Regions from separate parts of the Mus musculus genome. Here region 1 is linked to region 2. Evidence: chromatin contacts called from public HiChIP or PLAC-seq data. All regions are on one chromosome and are shown on one strand. Each heading gives the region's core, a stretch centred on a gene start, on an enhancer-like site or on the middle of the called end of the contact. The rest is flanking DNA. Distances are from core to core; before and after follow the strand shown. Region 1 holds the start of Zfp867 (zinc finger protein 867). Region 2 has its middle 28 kb from the start of Prss38.

Region 1 (5,997 bases), core at 82-2,581, 68 kb before region 2:
TAGTCCCAGCACTTGGGAGGCAGAGGCAGGCGGATTTCTGAGTTCAAGGCCAGCCTGGTCTACAGAGTGAGTTCCAGGACAGCCAACATTACACAGAGAAACCCTGTCTCGAAAAACCAAAAAAAAAAAAAAAAAAAAAAAAAAACCAAACAAACAAAACTTCTATTCAACATTGCTATCTTAGAGGAGTGCCTTCCCTTTTAAAGCTCAGGCTAGCTCCTTGTTTTGGCCAGAGCTCTCTAGATGAACAGAGCTGATAGTATATATATAATTTATTAGAGTGCTTTACAGGCTGTGGTTCAGCTAGTTCGATACTAGCTGTCCCCCAACAGAGAGCTGTGGGCAACCCATGGGGACGGATGTCTCTGTTGGTCCTCAGTAGACACTGGAACCCTAAAGAAGTAGATTCTAATAGCAGCAAAGGCATGCTTTGGTGGCAGGGGAGACAGACTTGCCAATGGGAGGGGAGACAAGCAGGTAAGGAGCAGGAGCTTCCTTCTTCCACATTGCATCATATAGCCTGTCATGAAGGTGTGCTTCAGGGTTAGAGTAGGTCCTCTAACCTCAGATGATCCAGTCAAGAAAAATCGCTCACAAGCATTCCCAGCCTCTCGGGTTTTAGTTGATTCTAGACGTAGCCAAGGTGACAACCAACAATAGCCATTACAGTCCTCAAGCTAGGAAGATTATGACATCTAAATTTTTAAAAATGAGGGCTCTGGCTCAGTTGGCAGAGTCCTTGTTTAGAATACAAGAAGTCCTTAGCAGGATCCCCAGTGATGCATAATAGCACACATGTCCTTCTAGCACTCCAAAGATGGAGGCAAGCAGATCCGGGGGTTCAAGGCTGGCCTGAACTGTATTTGAGGCAAGCTACACGAGACCCTCCCTGTCTCAATGTATTCACAATAAAAATTTCAAATAATTGTCATGTTAGGAATTTCCAGTTGTAAATAGCATATGTGTGTGTGTGTATGTATATGTGTATATCTATCTATCTATCTATCTATCTATCTATCTATCTATCTATCTATCTCTATCTCTATCTCTCTCTCTATCTATCTATCTATATGTTATTGTTCCATGGATATGTTTCTGTAGGTAAAGTACAAGTGTGTCCTGTCCTGGCAGGGCCATTGCTAGAGTGCAAACAAATCTTGTCCCGTAAGTATCTCTCTGTCAAAGGTTAGATTACATCCCTAATCACTCAAGGATTGGGGGCGTGTCCAAACCCTTCGTCTATCAGAGTGGAATTGTCCAATCAGGCCGCAGCTCGAGCGGAGGGGCGGGGCAGGATGCTTTACTCTCGCGGTGTTTGGTTCTTTTCACTGTTTAGTTCTTGTTCAGGTTCCGTTTCTTCAGGTTCTATGTCTGGCTCACAGTTGTGTATGGTGGCTCCGCTGTAGCTAGCGTCCTTATGAGGTGCAGACGACGACGATGCGGGACAGCAGAAATTCGGAAATGGTGAGCGTTCCGGCCGACGCTGGCTACAGCCAACCAGTACCAGCCGCAGGGAAGGCCTCCGTAGCTGGTGTCTGCGGCCCGATCCCGGTGCTGTCCGGTGTCCTGGGTGTCCTGGGTCCCCTCGCTTCCCATCTGCCCTCGCGGCGGCCTGACCGACTCACCTCAGGACTTGGGGCGTCATGGCCGACCCACCTTAGGACTTGGGACGCTGGCTTCTTGGTTGTGGGTTCCCGCCCTTCAGCCATGGCTGGGCTTTCCCGAGTCTTGGAAAGTGGGGTCTCAATCTATTTACTCTTCGCCTGCCTGTCCCACGCCCCCGTGTTCACAGTGAAGTCCCAAAATTCCAGTCTTTAGGGCCGTCCCCCCGCTAGTCTCAGGACATCGATGGTTGGTTAGTAGGAAAAAGCCGAGAGAGATTTCGTCAGTGCGGGCACCGTAGAAGCGGGACAGATGAAGGGTCTAGGACACTCCTACCCCAATTGATCTTTGGACAGGAGCTTTAGGCTTAAATAGAGGAAGGCCAGACCAAAAAAAAAAAAAGCTTAAACACAGCAGCCTAATGTAAGGTGGGCCCCGCCCATCTTTGTCTCCGCTCATTTGAGACCTGAAGGGGACTAGGTGTTTCTCTGGAGATAGCTCCTGCTTCTGTGAAGGGCTGTCCTTCCATGAATCCTGGGTGACTGCAGGTTAAGGACCATAACTTATCTCTGTGCCCTCAGCGGCAGAGTGAAGGCCGGGATGCCAGGCGGTCATCCCGCCTTTATTTGTGGCTGTATGTGGATACACACACGTGTGTGGGTGTCTGAGGAAGTCAGAAGACGGTGTCAGATTCCCTGGAGCTAAAGGTATGGGCGGTTATGAGCTGCCCCAAAGTGGTTGCTGGAAACTGAACTCCATCCAGCTTTCTTCAAGAGCAACAAATGCTCTTAACCACTGAGCCATCTCTGCAGTGCCCCCCGCCCCCAACAGTTTCAGTACCAGTATTTTCAAATGCCAACTTCTACTGTAAAAGGTTTTAAAAGTGACAACCATTACTGTTTATTTTCGTTGCTAAATAAATAGAAATTGACACAATATCTTTTTCATTTCCTATTAGTAATGGTCCCAGGTTCAGAACTGCCAGATGCTGACAAATTTCTTATAGCTGCCATATGTCCTAGCCTAAAGTTGACCTTTCATCATCCACTTAGACAGCAGCCTGAGATCTGGGGTGAAACCTCTTCGAGGAGCAGCTAGAGGACCTGGAGCTGGAGCAATCGAATAGTCCTCATCTCAATAGTTCATTTTTTTCCTTGTTTTTTAAATACTTATGTATATGAGTACCCTATTGTTGTCTTCAGTACACCAGAGGAGGGCATCGGATCCCATTACAGATGCTTGTGAGCTACCATGTGGTTGCTGGGAATTGAACTCAGGACCTCTGGAAGAGCAGTTAGAGCTCTTAACTGCTGAGCCATCTCTCCAGCCCCCTCCTTTTTTTTTAAGATTTATTATTATACATAAGTACACTGTAGCTGTCTTCAGATGCACCAGGAGAGGGCATCAGCTCTCATTACGGGTAGTTGTGAGCCACCATGTGGTTGCTGGGATTTGAACTCAGGACCTTTGGAGGAGCAGTCAGTGCTCTTACCCACTGAGCCATGTCGCCAGCCCCCCCCCCTTTTTTTAAAGGATTTATTTATTGTGTATACATCTTCTGCCTGCATGTATGCCTGCAGGCCAGAAAAGGGCAGCAGATCTTATTATAGATGGGTTGAGGCACAATGTGGTTGCTGGGAATTGACTTCAGGACCTCTGGAAGAGCAGGCAGTGCTCTTAACCGCTGAGTCGTCTCTCCAGCTCCGTAGTTAATTCTTAGGGACATTGTCTCCCTCTAAGCTTAGCTCCACTCCTAGGAATCATTGTTTAGTTAGGTGCTGGTGAATGTGGGCCTCAGAGCAGCACTTCCTGCCATCTCCAGTCTCTCAGTTGTTAGGGGAGAAAACCTTCTCTCAAGGGATTAGAAAGAAAACCTCCAGCGCGCAGTGGGGCAGAAGCTGACACTGTGTTTGAGTCAGTCCAGGGTCTCCCGAGGTGTGGCTGGTGAGGTTTTCAGCAGCACTAGGGTGAGGGAACAGCCTTTTTTGGCACTTGATCCTGACAGGTCTGTCTGGTCTTCAGGACTTGCCCCCTTTTTTATAGTCATCACCTTGAGATCGTTGCACATTTATTTGAATCTCAGCTTTTCAATAAGTATGAATTGTACTCAGAGCTGAATAAGGTAAATATTCTTTTGAGACAGGGTTTCTCTGTGTAACCCTGGCTGTCCTGGAGCTCACTTGGTAGACCAGGCTGGCCTGGAACTCAGAGATCCACCTGCCTCTGCCTCCCGAGTGCTGGGATTAAAGCTGTGTCTCTCAGCAAGGTGGATATTCTTGAAGCTAGCAAGAAGTAGTTTTCAACAACAACAAAAAGTAGAGCTTCACTTCCTCTGATTTCTTTTTAACTCTTTGCTTCCCCTAGCATAAGCAGTAACATTTCTGGGATGTTTTGATTGGGGCAAGTCAGGGGGTGTCATATGGGCCTAGACTCACAATTGAGAAAACTTTAGTTTCCCATCGTTGTTGTAAAAATGAATACATTTCCACAAAGTACGTTAGATGAACTTGTAAATTACTAAGTTGGCTTTGTTGTTGTTGAGATAGGGTCTTGCTATGTAGCATTAACTGGCCTGGAACTTGCTGTGTAGACCAACAGGTGGGCCTCCAGCTCAGAATCGCCTGTCTCAGCCTTGAGAGTACTGGGATTAGAAGGATGTGCTACCAGACTAATATATATAAAACATTGTCTCAAAAAACAGAACTGAGTGTCTGGAGGATAGGATTGAAAATGATCTTCTAAGTAATTCTTTTATCTTCTCTTTTTTTAAACCTAAGTATAGATTTGTCAATTATAATCATGTTCACAAATAGCTAGTTTTTGCTATAATGCATTATTTTCATTTGATCTATTTTTATTATTTATTTGTGTGAGTTTGTTTGCATGTGTCTAAGTTAGGGTTTCTACTGCTGCAATGAGATACCACCAAAAAGCAAGTTGGAATGGAAAGGGATTATTTTGCTTATCCTTTTATACACTGTGTTTCAATGAAGGACATCAGGACAAGGACTCGAGCAGAACAGCATCCTGGAGGCAGGGCTGATGCAGAGGCCATGGAGGGTGCTGCTTACTGGCTTTCTTCATATGGCTTGCTCAGCCTGCTTTCCTATAAAACCCAGAACTACCAGCCAGGGATAGCATCACCCACAATGGGCTGGGCCCTTTCCTATTGATCACTAATTGAGAAAATGCCTTACAGCTGGATCTCACAATGCCAATTTTTCAAGTGAGATTCCTTTTTCTCTTATGAATCTAACTTGTGTCAAGTTGCCACAATACAGCCTGCATGCCAAGGTGTGTGTGTGAAGTCTGAGAACAGGTGTAGAGTTAGAAATTGAAATCATACCATCAGCATTAGATAGAGCAAATGCCTTCCTTACCTTCTGAACCATTTTGTTAGCCCAATTAATTGATGTATTTATTTCTTGGAACTTTCTGTGGGGTTGAAGATATACACCATCCTGCCTAGCTTTTATTAATTTTGTTTTATTTCTTGAGGCAGGGTCTCATGTATCCCTGGCCCATTTTTTTTTTTTTTTTGTTAAAGACATATCATTTATTTTAAATTTAAATTATTTTGATTATGTGCATGCAAGAGTTTGTGCACCAGTATTGTGCTTGTGGAGGCCAGAAGAAGGTTTCAGGTCCTCCTGGAACTGGAGTTACAGGAGCTGACAGCTCCCTGATTGGGTGCTAGGAATGGAAGAATGAAGAACAAGGGAGCCCTGTATCAACAACCCAGGGAAACTGAGGAGGTGCCAATAGAGTCGCAATCAAATCAAAAGGGAGCTGGAGTGATGCTTTGCTGTTAAAAGTGTATACTACTGTTGTAGAAGACCCACGTTTCTGGAAGTGAATTTGATGCTTTAAACTTTCCCTGTGTACTGGCTATACTGTATTCCACAATTTAAACTTTAAACTTTTCCTGTGTACTGGCTATACTGTATTCCACAATTTAAACTTTAAACTTTTCCTGTGTACTGGCTATACTGTATTCCACAATTTAAGATTCTTTTCCTTGAACTAGTCGGGTTCCTTCAGATGACTCTCTGTCATCTGTCCACGTGTGATTTGGCACTTTGTGATTTAATTTCCAGTTCGGAGGTTTCTAACAGCATTTCTGTTACTGCTCACTATTTAATGCTTCCATGTTCATTGAGTACTTTGTGTGTTTGCTCACTCAGATCTGGTCTATCATTTAGTTTTGCTGTTGACTAAAGGGTTCCAGAAATAACACTGAAATCCTGCCTGATGTTGTTGAATAACACTATTACCATTACTGCTTTCCTGTCCATTTAGAGCTGTCAATTATTGATAAAGAGTAGTTTGGTATCTCTAACTGTAATTATGAATTTCTCTATTTTGCATTTTAATTCTAGAAGTTTTCCCTATGTG
Region 2 (5,730 bases), core at 780-3,279:
GCCTTGCCCTGGCAGCAGCCTTTTCTCTCCACATGCTTGGTGACTGACTGCAGTCATGGGTGCAGCCCAGTCCAGCTCAGATGCTCACTGTGGACCTCTCCACTCTGACCTGAAGCAGGAGCATGGTGCCACTCTCCCAGTTTCCTGACCCAGGCTATTCAGAATGTGACAAGGTGCCTGCTTTAGAAGTGGCCCACACTGTCCTGCTGTTGCCCTTTGCTTGATCCTGTGTTTTCAGTGAGCATTCTCAGCTTACTGCTCAGAGCTGCTTCCACCAGCCCCTTTGCCACGGGCTACTGGGGACTCCTGCATGGGCTTGATTATTTGGGGAGAGGGTCTTGTGGGTTGTTTTTTTGTTTGTTTGTTTGTTTTTGTTTTTCTTGAAACAGGTTCTCAGTCTAGTCCAAGCTGGCCTCAGACTTGCAGCAATCCTCCTGCCTCCAGGTGCTAGGATTTTAGGTCCATACTACCTCCCCTGGCCCCCTCGTGTATTTACTGAGTGGATAGCAGATGGCTGGTATGTGGCTATATCTGCAGTGTGCAGTGATGGGATCAGACAGGCACAGCTTCCACCTCTCAGTCCTGCATGTTGGAGCCTGTGTGTTCTCCTCCCCATCTTATGAAGAGCACAGTGAACTGCCAGGCACTGTAGTGTCACTAACACTACAGTGTTCTGGAGCACCTGGTTTACTCCTCCTGCCTACCTCTGCTTCACTCCCATTCCCCAGCCTTCCTCCTCCTGTTCTCTCCACTCCTTCCCCTCCTCTGCTCCCCACCCCCTCCACTCAGTGCTCCTGGGAGACCTTGAACATCCAGCACTTGTCTTTGTGTGCCTGGCTTGATTTATAAAGCACTGTGTCCTCCTGGGTTAGCCATGTTGTTGCAAATGACAGGATTTCATTCTTTTTCACCACTGAATGCTGATCTATTTATCTATATCGTGGTAATTGTTTCTGCTGGTGCTAAGAGCCAACTTAGGGCCTTGTGCATGTTAGGCAAGCATTTACCATTGAGATGCACCCCCAGCCCTGGGCCTTTTGAGACTGGGTATCACTGTGTATCCCTAGCTGACTTCTCACTTGAGATCTTCCCAACTCTGCCTCTTGAATGTTGGGGTTTTAGGCTTGTGCCCCTACTTACAACACCTACTACATTTTTTTTTTATCCATTCATACCACAAGACTTCACTCATGTGGAAGCTGGAAAATCTGATCTCATGGGAACAGAGGATGGAATAGTAATTACTAGAGCCAGGGACAGGGAAATGGGCACAGAATTAAAGTCAAACAAGCAGTATGCTCTGGTATTCTATTTAGCAGAGAGACTAGAATGAGCAATGGGTATTATTTCAGACCAGCTGGAAGAGAGTTCTCACCTCAGAACTGATGGATTCCTGAGGGTATGGACTCTCACCACCTGATCTGACAGCACACTATGGATGTGTTAAGAAAGCAAGTTGAGCCGGGCAGTGGTGGTGCACGCCTTTAATTCCAACACTCGGGAGGCAGAGGCAGGCGGATTTCTGAGTTCAAGGCCAGCCTGGTCTACAGAGTGAGTTCCAGGGACAACCAGGGCTACACAGAGAAACCCTGTCTCAAAAAGCAAAATAAAAAAAAAAAAGAAAAGAAAGAAAACAAGTTGAGGGCTGGAGAGATGGCTCAGTGGTTAAGAGCATTGCTGTTCTTCCAAAGGTCCTGAGTTCAAATCCCAGCAACCACATGGTGGCTCACAACCATCCATAATGAGATCTGACACCCTCTTCTGGGGTGTCTAAAGACAGCTACAGTGTATTCACATATAATAAATAAATAAATCTTTAAAACCAAACAAAACAAGAAATCAAGCTGAGCAAGCCAGTAACATCCCTCCATGGCCTGTGCATCAGCTCCTGCCTTCTGCCCTGCTTGAGTTCCAGTCCTGACTTCCTTTGGTGATGAACAGCAACATGGAAGTGTAAGCTGAGTAATTCCTTCCTCCCCAGCTTGCTTCTTGGTCATGATGTTTGTGCAGGAATAGAAACCCTGACTAAGACAAATTGTGTTGATTACAGACAAGGCCGCGAGGCTGGATCAGTGGCCCAGTGGTTAAGGACACTGGCTATTCTCACAGAGGACCTGGGTCCAAGGGATCTGATGTCCTCTCACGGGCACCAGGCACACACAGGGTGGACAGATACGTTCAGGCAAAACATGCATACACAAAAAGTAAAAACAAAAGTAACGCCCAGAAGGTGGTGTGTGGGGACATGTGGCTTTCACACGAGGCTTTCCCCTGAGGTTCCACACATTGTACACCCACACATTGTGAATGGGTAGAGCACCACCCAACAGCCCCTCAAGACATGTTCTAACATTTTGAGAAACTGATCCCTGTACAGCAGTCAGTGAGATTTGTGTGGTCTGCAAGTTGAGGCACTGCCCCAACCCAGGGCCAGAAGGGACCTCCGTGAAGGCCTGGGGCTGGCCTGGCGTCCCAACCACAGGCTGATGAGCTGCATGTAGGTGCCAGGACGCTTGGTCGTAGGCACCTTTCCACATCCATGTCTTATGCCCCTGGCACCTTCTCAAAAGTTGATTCTGTTCGGGAGGATTCTTCCCCTTGGTCCTTCTGAATAGAAACAGCCACGGCTTTACTCACTCCTGACCCACAGGACCTGTCAGCCTTCTCTCCCCTCCGGGGCCTCCAGACACGCTAACAGGGTTTGGGATAGGCAGATTCAATGGTGAGCTTGCTTTGCGTGCATTTCTCTGGTCACAGGGAAGTAAATGCCTTAGGAGTCCCCCACATTAAGCCCCTTTCCCTGTGCCACTGGAATGTGGAGTCAAGACACAAACATGGGAGTGGCTAGCAGGCCCCAGTTTGGGCACTCAGGGCTCCAGACTTGAGAGGTTCTTCTGGGGAGTGTGCAGAGTGTCCTGTGTGCAGAGTGTCCTGTGTGTGCCAGTGTAGAGCAGGGACACAAGTTACTGGAAATTGCTCTGGAGGCACGATGAGTCGAGCACTCATGGGACACAGCTTGGAGTGGGGCAGGGGGTACCTCAGGGTCCTAAGACCCTGATCATGTTTGTCAAATGTAGCACATCTTAATACTTGTTTTGTTTGCCTGGTTTTTGTTGTTGTTCTTTTGGGGTTTTTTTTTTTCCTTCCTCTTTTGAGTGCCACTTCCTTAGGTCTCACTATGTAGCTCTGGCTAGCCCTGGCTAGCCGACACACTGAGTACACCAGGCTGCCCTCTAACTCGCAGAGGTCCTCCTGCCTCTTCCTCCTCTCCTGAGTGTAGGGATTAAAGGCATGTGCCACCATGCCTGACTTAGTTCAATACTTTTATTGTGCTTGTATGCACAATAGACCCTGTTCTTGAGAGGAGACCTCCAACAGGGTCTCTTTATGTAGGCCAGACTAGCCTCACACTCAAAGTCCTGCCTCACCTCCTCAGAGGTAGGAATACAGATGTGTTACCACCATCTGTCTGCTGTTGATAGAAATAGATGTTTGCCAGGCCCCCTGAGCTTTTAGGATTTTCCTGAGAATCTTTCTGTAGGCCTGTGAGACAGAGACAGCTCAGGAGGAGCCAGTATGCAGAGCAGAGCAAGGCTGCCAAGCCCAGCATGCGATAGAGACACTCAGAGATGACCCCTCTGTATACCCTGCCTTCCTGGTCAGTGCACCCCACAGATACACTGTCTGGTAGACTGCACTGCACACAAGGAGAAGCTGACTCTGGAGTAGAAAGATGGGAAGGCACAGGGATTGTTAGAGCAGGGGACACCAAGCACAACAATCAGGCACAAAGAGATACCTTCAACATGACAACCTGCATGCCAGAGCCTGCACCTCATTGTCAGCAGCACACAGCGCATAGAAAACACCTAGGTGCCTGTTCATCCATGCCCCACTTGACTTCTGACTCAGCGTGCAGAGTTCAGCACTGCAGGAAGCTCCCTGCCTGCAGGACACACACCTTCCTAGGTGACTCTCATCCACTGCAGGACCCAGGTGAGGATGGCGCTGGTCTTACTACGATGGAGCCTCACACTAGGCTAAGTCGTCACTGTCCTTCATAGTCACACAGGATGGCGTCTCCCCTGTCCCTGACTCCTCAGCATAGTCAACAGACTCTAATTCTCTTCCTCCAGTTAGTTGCCACATCCCAAAGGTTCCACAAACTCGTAACAGTGCCACCGGCTGAGAATCCAATCTCCTGACACATGAGCCACAGGAGATATCTTATATACAAGCCATAGCTCCAGACAGACAAAATCTTGTCAATAGTAGCCCTGACTTGTTCTCAGAGAGATGGAGGTCAGAAACTTTAAAAATAAAACAAAACAAACAAAAAAGGGCAAAGTTTCTGTGAAAGAATACAGTAAATGTAAGTTTACTAAAAATAAATGAGCTAACATATCTGCATTTGTCTATGTGCATAGTGTGAGTAATGACAGCCATGATGCAAAAGACTCATAGATAGAAATACTTTGGTGATAGGGTGATAGAAATATTTTGTAATTTCTAACAATTCATTTTTTTTGAAAGATTTATTTCTTATATGTAAGTACACTGTAGCTGTTGTCTTCAGACACCCCAGAAGATGGCGTCAGATCTCATTATGGATGGTTGTGAGCCACCATGTGGTTGCTGGGATTTGAACTCGGGACCTTCAGAAGAGCAGTCGGTGCTCTTAACTGCAGAGCTATCTCTCCAGCCCCTAACAATTCATTTTTATTTTATGTGTGATGTTTGCACACACACACACACACACACACACACCTGTATATCCTCATGCATGCCTGGTGGCCAGAGGTCAGAGAAGGATGGTGGGGTCTGTGGGGCTGGAGTTACAGAGGGTTGTGACTGAGAATTGAACCTGGGTCCTCTGAAAGAGCCTCCAGTGCTCTTAGCCACCAAGCCATCTCTCCAGCTCCCTGCCCCATTTTTGAGTCAGAGTCTCACTATGTAGTCATGACTGACCCGGGATTGGGAAGTAGAACAGGCTGGTCTCAAATTCACAGACATCCACCTGCTTCTGAGCTATTACAAAAGAATTTGCCCCACATGCACCTTTTAATAAGATATATACAATCTTATCAGTTTCCCAAGGCTGGGATTTGAACCCAGGTGCTGGCAGGTTGTATCCTCATCTGGGCTCAGCTGAGGTCTCCAGTGCCACCACATTGGAGGCAGAATTCAGTTTCTGTGGCAGTAATGGCCCAGATTGCCACTTCTCTGGCTGCCAGACTGTTCTCGTCCCCTGGTCTCTCCACACCACAGCCTCTGCCTCCACACTAGCAGCCACAGAGGCCCCAGCTGGTCTTCCTGGGCTCTCACCAGTGCTGCTGCTAGGCCCAAGGTAACACTCCCTGTCTTAGCATCTACTCACTCCAGGCCTTGCTGCCATCTGCAGAGTCGCCCTACCAAGACCTCATTAGTACCTGTACACACTTAGAGAGCTGTGTGTACAGCGGGGCTTGAAACGTTTCAGCATCTAAGGATTTGCCTTTCTTTTCCCTTCATCCACAAAATCATTGTCTTGTCTGGCCCTCAACCAGACTCAGTGAAATCAGGAAACTCCTTTGGTTAGATATTATTGTCAGCTTGACATAACCTGGGAAGAGAGAACCGCAGCTGAAGACTTGCCTTGATCAGAGTGGCTTGTGGCCATGTCTGTTAGGGACTGTTTGTGATGGATGATTGATGTGGGAAGGGCCCAACCAGCTGTGAGCAGCACCATCC

Evidence for each region. HiChIP or PLAC-seq counts read pairs in DNA pulled down with a chosen protein or histone mark.
Region 1: a contact with region 2 is called in an H3K4me3 HiChIP or PLAC-seq map of bone marrow-derived macrophages, with 2.1 times the contacts expected there. The contact joins the promoter of Zfp867 here to the enhancer-like site in region 2. A contact is called at or near these places in 1 of 39 promoter capture datasets (macrophages), 1 of 15 datasets of contacts at CTCF or cohesin (CD8 T cells), 6 of 484 Hi-C or Micro-C datasets (the AML12 cell line, B cells, the G1E-ER4 cell line and 3 more), 7 of 115 datasets of contacts at active chromatin or transcription factors (the HPC-7 cell line, bone marrow-derived macrophages, embryonic fibroblasts and 2 more) and 2 of 9 other capture datasets (adipose tissue and liver).

What each region holds. Positions count from the first base shown.
Region 1 is chr11:59,467,808-59,473,804 of GRCm38.p6, reverse strand. Zfp867 (zinc finger protein 867) reads left to right here and starts at 1,331. Exons shown (of 4, transcript NM_178417.3): 1 at 1,331-1,464. The coding sequence starts at 1,438.
Region 2 is chr11:59,401,015-59,406,744 of GRCm38.p6, reverse strand. No RefSeq gene overlaps it. Among named protein-coding and RNA genes, the nearest start is that of Prss38, 28 kb to the right of the region's middle. Within about 2 kb of position 2,029, at least 4 of the 459 cell types and tissues checked have an H3K27ac peak or open chromatin away from gene starts, as enhancers often do. A contact at or near this core is called in bone marrow-derived macrophages, where this site is marked.